2 separate regions of the Rattus norvegicus genome follow, and region 1 is linked to region 2. A link is a contact called in public Hi-C data. All regions are on one chromosome and are shown on one strand. The core of a region is the stretch at or near the end of the contact, and the rest is flanking DNA. Distances in the headings are between cores, read along the strand shown. Region 1 holds the start of Acads (acyl-CoA dehydrogenase short chain). Region 2 holds the start of Rnf10 (ring finger protein 10).

Region 1 (5,479 bases), core at 2,523-5,022, 150 kb before region 2:
CTGAGGAGGTGGTCTGCTTACTTCTCGGTTACTGTATAGCATTCTAAACCTCCAAGTACAGAATGGAATTTAAGGGCATCAGCCTAGCACTCAGGAGAGAAGCTGGGGCAGAAAGGTTGTGAATTTGAGGCCAGAGGTACCTAGGAGACCCTCTTTTCCAACAACAAAGCACAAGACATTTGAGGGATTATAGAAACAGGAAAACAAATGAATTGAGCTATCAATATAAATTTCAGTACATGGCCAGGTGGAGGACAGTGGCTTCCACGTAGCTTAGACCCCAGAGTCTGAGTCTGACTGGCTCCGAAACCCTTCACCACCCACTATCCATGTAGCTGACCCTGGAGTCCCACGAAGCAGGGAAGTCACCTTCTTGTTGGAATGAGATTATCAAGCCTCCCCTGTCCCCTTCCCTAGGACAAGCTCCTCCTCTTGGTGATCCCACTTGGAGCTGTGCCTCACGTCCATGGCCTCAGTAGAGAAGGAAAGACACAGTTGGGAGCAGGCCCTCAGGGTCCCTACAATGGCAAACTTGGAAGCTACAGGTCTCCATTCTCTGGATGTCTTAGCTACAAGGACAACAGGGCTGAGATGGCTCTGTCATTAAGGACCAGAGGACCAGAGTTCAATTCCCAGCACACCACATTAGGCAGCTCAAACCACCTGTAATGCCAGCGTGGGGATTTTCTGGCTTCTCAGGGCTCCTGGACATACTTGACACAACTCTCTCTCAGACACACATACACATAAATAAAACCAAACTGAAAAAAGGCAACCACAGGAGCTGGCCCAGGAAGTGGTGCACCTGCCAAGCCTGATGACCCGAGGCTGACCCTCAAACCCATGTAGAGGTGAAGGGAGGGAATCCGCATATCACACGCACACACACACTCACACATATACACACACTCTACTCACACTCACACACACACAGACACACACATATACACACTCACACACACTCTCACACACACTCACACACACTCATGCACACACATACACACTCTCACACACTCATATACACTCACACTCATATACACACATACTCACACACACACACTCACACACACTCACACACACTCACACTCATATACACACACTCACCCACACACATACACACACCCACATACACACTCATACACACATACATACACACACTCACATACATACACACTCATACACACACTAGTGATGATAACAGTTTAAGAAAACGACCTCATGGGGCTGGGGATTTAGCTCAGTGGTAGAGCGCTTACCTAGGAAGCGCAAGGCCCTGGGTTCGGTCCCCAGCTCTGAAAAAAAAAAAAAAAAAAAAGAACCAAAAAAAAAAAGAAAACGACCTCATTATTAAAAGAGGCCTGTCGTGCCAGGAGTGGTAGGATGGGTCTTTGTCAATACACAAGAGGCAACAGCAAGGGAGAGAGAGTTCTGTGTGTCTGAGGCCAGTCTGATCTACACAGCAAAACCTCCAGGACAGTCAGGGCTACATACTGAGACCCTGTCTCAAGAAAACAAAATGGCGGGGTTGGGGATTTAGCTCAGCGGTAAAGCACTTGCCCTGGGTTCGGTCCCCAGCTCCGAAAAAAAGAACCAAAAAAAAAAAAAAAAAAAAAAACAAAATGGCTGGAGAGATGGCTCGGAGGTTAAGAACACTTGGTGCTTGTGCAGAGGATCAGGGTTCAATTCCTAGCACCCACACGGCGGCCCACAACTGCTTGTAACTTCCTCTTCAGGACATAGGATGCTCTCTCCTTGCCTTGACAGGCATTCTATGCACATCACATGCAGACAGACAAACAGGCACACATATACGCACTAAATTCACAAATACATTTTCTTTAAAAGTTTGCAAATCTTGGCAAGGGGCAGGCTGCTGAACAAATCGAGCATTCAGAGCATGATGTGAGCCTCCTGCCCGAGACGCTGGTGCCTCTGGCTGCCGCCACCATGAGCTGTGGAGGCTGCTGTTCTCACCTGCGATGTGGGGAAGAGATGTTCCTTGTCCAGCTGGGCAGCGATGGGGACCAGCTCCTTCTCAGCAAAGTCCCGGCATGTCTGGCGCAACATCTGATGTGTCTCAGGTAGTTCCACAGACTGGTAAACAGTATGTAATCTTCGCCAATCTCGAGCGCGGAGAGCTATCAGATAAGGGTTGGAGTTAGGGAAGGACATTTCGAAAGATCTTAAGACTCGTTTCTCTTTATGTGTCTGTGTATCTGTGTTTATATGTGTACCCATGCATGCAGGTGCCCACACAGGCCAGGAGAGGGGTCAGATCCCCTGGACCTGGAGTGACAGGGGATTATGAATTACCCAACATGGGTGCTGGGATCTGAACTCAGGTCTTCTGTAATCACAGCAAACGTTGAGGTAGGGGATGATTTGAGCCTGGAGTTCAGGCTAGCCTATGCAACATGTCAAGACTTCATTCATCTCAGCGTCTGGGGTGAGGGCCGGCAGCTAAGAGCACCTGCTGCTCTTTCAGAGAAACCAGGAGCAGCCTATAGGGTGGCTCACAATTGTCTGTAACTAAAGTTCCAGGGGATCCAATACGCTCTTCTGGCCTCTGTGGGACATGGTGCGCTTACGCAAGCACACGTGCAGGCAAAACATTCACACACATAAAATAAAAATAAACGTTTAAGAAGAAAAAAATAGGGCTGGAGAGATGGCTCAGCTGTTAAGAGCACTGACTGTTCTTCCTAGAGGTCCTCCTGAGTTCAATTCCCAGCAGCCACATGGTGGCTCACAACCATCTGTAATGGGATCTGATCCCTCTTCTGGTGTGCCTGAAGGCAGGTACACTGTACTTATGTAAATAAATAAATAAATAAATAAATAAATAAATAAATAAAAAAAGAAAGAAAAAAATAGAGCACTACTCCCCACCCCCACCCCCAGTGTCAAAGAAAAAAACACTTTATGGATACAACGCTAATAGGGCTGTCACGGAAAAGCCCCAGGCTAACTGAGTGCTTAATTGCTTGTTAAACACACCAATCCTCAATATGATCCCATTTAGGACACCTCGGAAATGGGTTTTAAGTTTTAAGTTTCGCTGGGTCTGGAGTTCTATAAAATGTGACCTCCAGGGTGTGGAAGGATTAAAGAAGTACTAACGGTTGATTTAACACCCCTTAACAATTAGACGGTTAAATCAACCCGTCTAATTGTTAAGGGGTGATAGTGTCAGGACTGCTACAGACGACCCAAAACACTATAAAACATAACCAAATGCTAACATTATGGAAACACATGATAGAGGCCAACCAGGACGCGTCCTGTGATTTTAATATAGCTCTGGGGATGGAACCAGTGCACACTTGGACCACTCGGTGCGGAGAGGTTGAGAGTCACGTCCAAGGTCACAGGTCGGAGTTCAATGCCAGCCCCCCACCCCCACCCCCGCAATGGAGGGCCAACTCCCCCAGAACTTTAGCTGGAGCTGAAATGGGGTTAGGGGTGTGGATAGCGGGACCGTAAAGGGGAGTTGGCGATGGGGGTCCCACTGGAAGGAAGCAGAGCAGGAGCCCGGATCCCTGCAGTGCCTGCATTAGCCAGAGGCTACCGAACTAGGACAAAGGCCGCGCGCAGCCGCAGGGGTGCTGCCGCTCGTCCGCCCGTAGTCATAGGAGGACCCGCCGTCAGGATCTCCGCCCTGTGACCGGTCCTGAGGCTCTGCGGGCGTACTCACCTCTGCCGAGAGAGCCACCGGCCCGGGCGAGCAACGCAGCGGCCATGGCCATGGGCACAGACCTCCGGGACCTCCTGAAGCAGCTCTAGAGTTCCGGATGGCAGGGGCAGGGCCTGGGCCACGCCCACTTGCTGCAGGGGCGGGGCCGAAGAAAAGCGGGGGCCATGCCCACGGCGCGGGAGAGGAGGGGCGAGAGCCAATCCTGGGCCACGCCCACCTGACCGGAGGGGCGAGGCCTGAGACTGGCTAAGCGTCCTAGGGTTGGGGCTTCAGACTTTCGCAGGAATTAACACTCCTGCCAGTCGGGGGACTACAAAGTTTGTCAGCTCGTTCTCCTGCTCTCATCTCTGGTAAAGCTGCTGACAACGCAGAGGCACAAAAATAAAAGCAAACAACCAGTCATCCTCGGGAGAGAGAGAGAGAGAGAGAGAGAGAGAGAGAGAGAGAGAGAGAGAGAGAGAGAGAGAGAGAGAGAGAGAGCGCGCGCAAACTTGTAATTCTAGTGACACCTGAGCCTGAGGCAGGAGGATTTTGCAAGTTCAAAGTATCCCTGTATCTTACTTCAAAATAAAAGTATAAAGAGGGCGTGAGGAACATAGTTCATCGGTTGAGGCCCTGCCTAGCAGACATAAGGCATTGGGTTCAGTTTTAGGGAGAGAAGAAAAGAGCTAATACCTACCCCTGCCCGCCCACTCACTTCTGCATCGTGACAGCGTGAGAGCGTAATCCCTGGCTCCGGTCACACAAGGTAGGCAGCTATTTACATCCATCCACCCTTCTACTTATACTTCGCCCTGGGAATTTTTTTTTAAAGATTTATTTATTTTATGTATACAAGTACACTGCAGCTGTCTTCAGACCAGAAGAGGGCATCGGATCCCTTTACAGATGGTTGTGAGCCACCATGTGGTTTCTGGGAATCGAACTCAGGACCTCTGGAAGAGCAGTCAGTGCTCTTAACCGCTGAGCCATCTCTCCAGTCTTTTTTTTTTTTTTTTTTTTTTTTACTATTCATCTCTCCCACTATTTGATGATCCCAAAAGGGCTGGATGTCTCAGTATCTAGGCTCATTGCATGGGGATGCCTGGCAGGAAGATCCCTACAGCCCTGAGATGTGAATATGAAACAGAACTACTGTCTCACACACCTCCTAGCTGGGGAGCAGAGCCCCGTTGGGGGTAGGGATACCGCCCATTAATGACAAGGGTTGAGTCCTAGCACCCTAAGAACAACTTCCTCTGTCCTAGAGACTGTCAGTGTGATTTAGCTCACAGGGTCTGACCTTCATGCCCTCCTGGTTTCCACATATCCCACCACTGACCTGTGCACTGAAAGTCTTACTACATCCCCCACCCGTGCCTAGAAAACTGAGGTAAAGGTGTGGCGTGATAGTTTAGATTGCAAATGTTCCCATTCCTTCATTCCTCCCCCATCCCGGAACTCTGGAACTGCCATTTAAAAAAAAAAAAAAAAGCCAGGCTGGAGAGATGGCTCAGCGATTAAGAGCACTGACTGCTCTTCCAGAGGTCCTGAGTTCAATTCCCAGCAACCACATGGTGGCTCACAACCATCTGTAATGGGATCTGATGCCCGCTTGTGCTGTGTCTGAAAGACAGTTACCTACAGTGTACTCATAAATAAATCTTTAAAAAAAAGACACCTGCCCAGTTTAGGCTTGTAGCTTGTTAATAATAAACAAAACAAAAACAAAAACAATACAGGTCTCTGTGCCTTTATTGGGAACGCCATGCAGTTATTTGGGAGCAAAGCAAAGGGGGTGAAGGA
Region 2 (6,066 bases), core at 387-2,886:
AAAACCCTACACTGCTATTACTGCCAAGTCAGTAAAAGTATAAAAGAGAACAAAGATTTGCACAAAGCGCTGGGACAAGATAGAGAATGCTAGACTCGGGATTCTGCCATCTCTTAGTTTATTCTCTGAGAAGGAACAACTCCTAGCTAAACAGGATAAATGATTAGAGTAATAATATCAGGCATAAAAGCCTACCCCTCTTCTTTGTGCATGATCAGTAAGTGGTAGTTATTACTATGTTACAGTAATACTAAGAAGCCTGACTACACACATCTCTCTCTTTACAGTAATACTAAGAAGCCTGACTACACACATCTCTCTCTCTCTCTCTCTCTCTCTCTCTCTCTCTCTCTCACACACACACACACACACACACACACACACACACACACACCCCGTAAGAGCCAAACCCCTAGAAACTGCCACACACAAATACACCTCATATTTAGGCAAATAGTTGTCTAGCAGTCTAAGCCCTTAACTCATTCAATCACATTCACTCAATAGTATACATTACCTCTTTTACAGAAGGCAAACGCAAGGACTGGACCTAAAATGCAGGGTCTGCATACTGTACCATCACGTCGAACAACGCCATCACAAGATGTGTCCTCTTAGACAGAGGGGCAGACCTGGTGCCAGATTTAAACCCGAAAAACCCTCCGGCCTCACCCTGTCTTACTTAAACTTGAATGTTACCCAATGCTAACCCAACACAAAGTCAAATTGTTTTAGAGCTTGGACCGATGAGTCACACAAACCAGGCCTTGAGGCCTGCCGCGAGGTGCTTGTCACCTGGATGACCTTAACCCTTCCAAATCTCAGATTCCTCATCTGCAAAATGGGGCTAAGAATAGCGCCGACTTCAACCAGCTGTTTTGAATATGAATGCAAGGGCCCAAATTAACCAAGCCGCGCATATCTGCTTAACCCGTAAATACTGGATATGTCAGTGCAAGCGGAAGGTGGGTCATTTCCCACTCCCAACTCCCGAGTAACCCAGCAGACCCGCCGGCTCTTACCGCTCTTGGGTTTAGACTCGCCGGCCGGCCCCGCCGAGGCGGAGCGGGGCGGCTGTTGCCCTTTGCTGCTGCCCGAGGAGGCGGAGGAGCTGTTGGAGCCGCTGTTCTTGTCCATGTCGGAGGCGGTGGCGGCGGTGCTGGGGGAGCTCTGCGGCATCAAAGGGGGCCTCGGCGGCGACGGCGGTCGGAGCGGAGCGGGCGCGGCGGGGACCCAGGCTCATGGCGTTCAGGGCCGGCGGGGGTCGGCGGCGGCAGCGGTTCTCGGCCTTCATGGCGACATTTTTCCTTGTTTCCTTCCTCAGCTTCTCAAAATGGAAGGAGAAGCGGCAGGTGGGGCTGTGGGGCCCAGAGGCGGCGGTGACCGAAGAGGAGGAGGAGGAGGCCGGGGCTCGGAGGTCCGGGCCGGGCCTGGCGGGGCGGAGGCTGAGGGGAAAGGGGAGGCGCGGGAGGGTCGCGAGCCCCGCCGGCCGGCCGGACACGCTCTCCCGCCGCGGGGCAGGAGAGAGGGCTGGTTGTCTCGGTGCCGGGGACCGGGGTCTCCGACACAGCGACCGACACTCGCCTCTGGGCCGAGGCCGAGCTGCTCCGGGAATGGCGACGAGTCGCCAAACAGCATCTCCAAGAACCCGGATGGACTATTTATATAGTTGCCAAGTGGACGCGATGCATTCTGGGATGTGTAGTTTTCACCTACATCCGGGTCCTAGCCGGGTACCGCTTGTTCCTGCCAATGCTTTTCCTCTCTTGCCTTTTCCCGGTTTCTTCTCCGCTTCCCGCTTCCTCCTGCGGTCCTTCGTTTTGAGACAATGTTTCATTATTTAGTGCTAACTGGACCAGAACTCCTGGTGTGGAACAGTCTGGCTTCCAGTTCACAGATCTTCCGATCTCTGCCTCTCCAGGGCTGGGATTTTCTTTAAAAAAAAAAAAAAAAAAAAAAAGATGTGTGGGTGTCTGGCATCTTAGGAAACCAAGCAGACAGGCCGCGCAGACATATACACAGACAAAACACCCATAGAAAGCCAAGTGGAGGGGTTGGGGATTTAGCTCAGTGGTAGAGCGCTTGCTTAAGAAGCGCAAGGCCCTGGGTTCGGTCCCCAGCTCCGAAAAAAAGAACCAAAAAAAAAAAAAAAAAAAAAAGAAAGCCAAGTGGAGTGTGATGATGGCCCACCTGCAATTCCAGTGCACAGGAAACAACTAAGGAAATTCCCGGAGCAAACTGTCTAGCCAGACTAGCTGAAATGGTGAGTCTATCTAGAGACCCTGATTCAGTGAAGAATGTGGAGAGTCATGGAGGAAAACAACCAATGTCACCCTCGGAATTCCATATACACGTGTGCATACCTGTGAAATTTTTCATACATTCATACATGCATGCCACATTCATATGTAAAAATAAGAAAAAAAGCAACATTCGAAACACCAAAAAGAGAGGAACAACAAAATACACTTAAAGTAAGGAGATGCCAGCCAAGCAGAGGTTTCAACAGAAGAGCATCTGTGCTTGTGAGGGATAAGGGAAGACTTCTTAGAAATGCTGCCGGGCTGGAGGTACGGCTCAGTGGGGGCTGGAAGTACGGCTCAGTGGTTAAGAGTACCGACTGCTCATCCAGAGGTCCTGAGTTCAATTCCCAGCAACCACATGGTGGCTCACAACCATCTGTAATGGATCCAATTCTCTCTTCTGGGGTGTGTACTCACATAAAATAAATAAATAAATAACTCTTAAAAAAAGAAAGAAAGAAATGCTGCCATGTGACACGCACAGGACGAGTGGAATTTTTTTTTTAAATGAAGTTAGGGGTCAAATACAGAGCTCCATGCTCACAATCTAGTTTTCTACCTCTGAACTATTACCTCAGCTGATGAGGGGAAGTTTAGCAACTATGTGTGTACAAGATCCAGAGTAGCTCATGCCTGTAGTCCTAACACTCAAGAAACAGAGACAGGAGCGGCTGCTGGTGGTGCACATCTTTAATCTCAGCACTAAGGAGGCAGATGCAGGCGTCCTGACACGCCTCTAATAACATCAGGATCATCTGGGTCAAGGACAGCCAGGGTGCATACTCTGTAGTGTTTTCCATAGGCTGTGCCCAATTCAATAGTATTGCCATGGGGTTGGGGATTTAGCTCAGCGGTAGAGCACTTGCCTAGCAAGCACAAGGCCCTGGGTTCGGTCCCCAGCTCCGAAAAAAAGAAAAAAAAAATAGTATTGCCACTATAGTTACGGGCACCCATTTTCACCAACATGGCATAGTACTCTATTTCAGACTTCCCCAAAGCTGGTCAGTTGTTGCGAGGATAACCAACTTCGCTTTGCCTTGTCTGATCATATTCAGAGTCTGTGCCCCAGCACGCACTTTGCACTGTTCATAACAAGCTGGAGCCTAGAGTTGATGGACTTTTTCATCTTCTTTTCGACTACCATCTTCTTGCCTTAGGTGCAGGACAGTCCCCAACCAAGATCAGCCACTAAGGAGGCTGGGGAGCAAGAAAGGAAGAGGAATCAGACTCTTATTTGGTTCCTTACTATCATATAGTGTACGAGATATTTAATATGAAAGGAATCACAGTTTAAAGTGACATGGAGGGCCATAGAAGTATACTGGGGGGGGGGGGTGCAGTGTGTGTTGGAGAGATGGAGAGAACACTGACTGCGGGTTGGTGATTTAGCTCAGTGGTAGAGCGCTTGCCTAGCAAGCACAAGGCCCTGGGTTTGGTCCCCAGCTCCGAAAAAAAAGAAAAGAAAAGGAAAAAAAAAAAAAAAAAAACTGACTGCTCTTCCAGAGGTCCGGAGTTCAATTACCAGCAACCACATGGTGGCTCACAACCATCTGTAAAGAGATCTGATGCCCTCTTCTGATGTGTCTGAAGACAATGACAGTATACTTATATGCATAAAATAAGTAAATGCATCTTTTTTAAAAAAGTCTAACTGGGCTGGAGAGATGGCTCAGCGGTTAAGAGCACTGACTGCTCTTCCAGAGGTCAAGATTTCAATTACCAGCAACCACATGGTGGCTCACAACCATCTGTAATGAGATCCGATGCCCTCTTCTGGTGCGTCTGCAGACAGTGACAGTGTATTCATATAAATAATAAATAAATCTTTTAAAAAAGTATAACTTTTCAGTTTTTTGCTTATTTTATTTTTATGTGTATAGGTGTGTTTTACCAGCTAGTATGTGTGTGCCTGGTGTCTCTAGATACCAGAGGGCATTGGATACCCTGGCACTGGAATTAAGTCACCATACAGGTGCTGGGAATTGAACACACGTTCTCTGGAAGAACAGCCAGTGCTCTTAATTGCAGAGCTATCTCCCCTGAATGGACCCTTGTAGGTCTGATGACCTTGGCTCTGGCAGGCCTTGCCTTCCCCATTCCCTCTGCCTTGCTAAAAACCATTAGATTACCTCCATAAAGCCAGCCCCCAGGGTCTGTTCCCTTCTTTGGCCACTTCCTCTTCCTAAGGCTGACTAACAAGGTCCAGCTGTCAAAGTATTGAGGTTAAAAAAAAAAAAAAAAAGCAGAAGCTGCCTTGGCTCACCTAATTAACACCCCCACTTAAACACCTCACCTAACACGGGTTTCCCTTTTTACCTTTATTAACTGCTATTTTCCTACGTGCCTTGTCAGTCTCCTCTCTATCCAAAGGCAGTCCTTTGTCCTCCTTGACAAATGCACCTCCCGCTCTCCCTTGCCCCTTTCTCCCCTCTCCCTTGTTTCCTTCCCCTTCTCCCTCGTCCTCCATCGCCTTCTTTGTCCCTTATCCCTGCCCTCTGTCCCTCTGGGGCAAAGAAATCTCCTTTATACTGAGAACTTGGTCTTGGGGGTCCTGAGCGACACTTTTCCTTTTATTGAAAGAACCTAGCTCGAGTCTCAGGATGGCGCGCCTCAGGAAACATGAGAGACTGGCTTGATGTAAAAGCAAGAGGCAGTTTATTATAACGAAGCTCCGGGCCGACACGTGTGTCTCTCCCAGGAGACAGAGGAGTTGACCCGAAACTCAAAAGTCAGGGGTTTATATAGGGAAAGCTAGGGGGAAAACTAAGGGGTTTGGCACGGTCACACACAATTGGCTGTTTCAAACAGTGGTGGCTAATTTTGGCTCGAGATTGCATCAGCAAGTAGTATGTGTATTTTAACATTCCAGCGACGTGGTAGGATAGTTTATTTTGGTTAGCAGGCGGTCAAGTTAACCTCAGAGGGGTGGGAGGAAGGGGAGAATGGGTGGCTCCAGATGGTCAGTAGCTTTGTGGAGTTTTGTTTATCCTTTATGGTCAGCTATTTTGTTGATGACTTAGCAGCCCTTTCTCAGGCTTGTCTAGGCATGTTCAGGCCTACCCTTTCCTGTCTCCCTCTGCCTAGCTATAGATTTTAATTTTAAACTTTATTCCTTCATTATCACCGGCCCCTAAACTAAGGAGTTTGTTTTTGACAGGATCTCACTTTTTAGTCCTGGCTGGCCTGGAACTCAATATAGAACCAGTCTGGTCTCAGAAATACAAAGATCCAACTACATGTGTGTCTCCTGAATGCTGCATTTATTTATTTCCTCCCCTGCTCCCCCTCCGTGTGTGTGTGTGTGTGTGTGTGTGTGTGTGTGTGTGCATGCTATGGTTCACATGTACAGTTAGAGGATAACTTGTAGGAGTCAGTTCTTGCCTACCAGGATGAAATTCAAGTTGGCAGGAAGCACCTTTATACTCTGAGCCGTCGATTGGGCCTACAAGTATCCCTTAAAAAGATTCCCCTTCGAGAGGCCCTGGGTTCAGTCCCCAGCTCCGAAAAAAAGAAAAAAAAAAAAAAGATTCCCCTGTATCGAGGCTGGAAAGATGCACAGTGGTCAAGAGGACTTGCTCCTTTTTTTTTTTTTTTTTTTTTTTTGTTTCTTTTTTTCGGAGCTGGGGACCGAACCCAGGGGCCTTGCGCTTCCTAGGTAAGCGCTCTACCACTGAGCTAAATCCCCAGCCCGGACTTGCTCCTTTTGCAGATGGAATTTGGTTACCGGCCTCCACATCCTGTGGCTCCCAACCATTCCTCGGTC

The links. Hi-C and Micro-C count contacts between places; a contact is called where the count stands out from the background.
Region 1: a contact with region 2 is called in a Hi-C map of liver, with 2.6 times the contacts expected there. The contact joins the promoter of Acads here to the promoter of Rnf10 in region 2. A contact is called at or near these places in 3 of 12 Hi-C or Micro-C datasets (hepatocytes and liver).

The regions. Positions count from the first base shown.
Region 1 is chr12:47,152,626-47,158,104 of GRCr8, reverse strand. Acads (acyl-CoA dehydrogenase short chain) reads right to left here and starts at 3,772. Exons shown (of 10, transcript NM_022512.2): 1 at 3,695-3,772; 2 at 1,975-2,138. The coding sequence starts at 3,746.
Region 2 is chr12:46,997,979-47,004,044 of GRCr8, reverse strand. It overlaps Rnf10 (ring finger protein 10), which reads right to left and starts at 1,636. Exons shown (of 17, transcript NM_001415782.1): 1 at 1,023-1,636. The coding sequence starts at 1,179.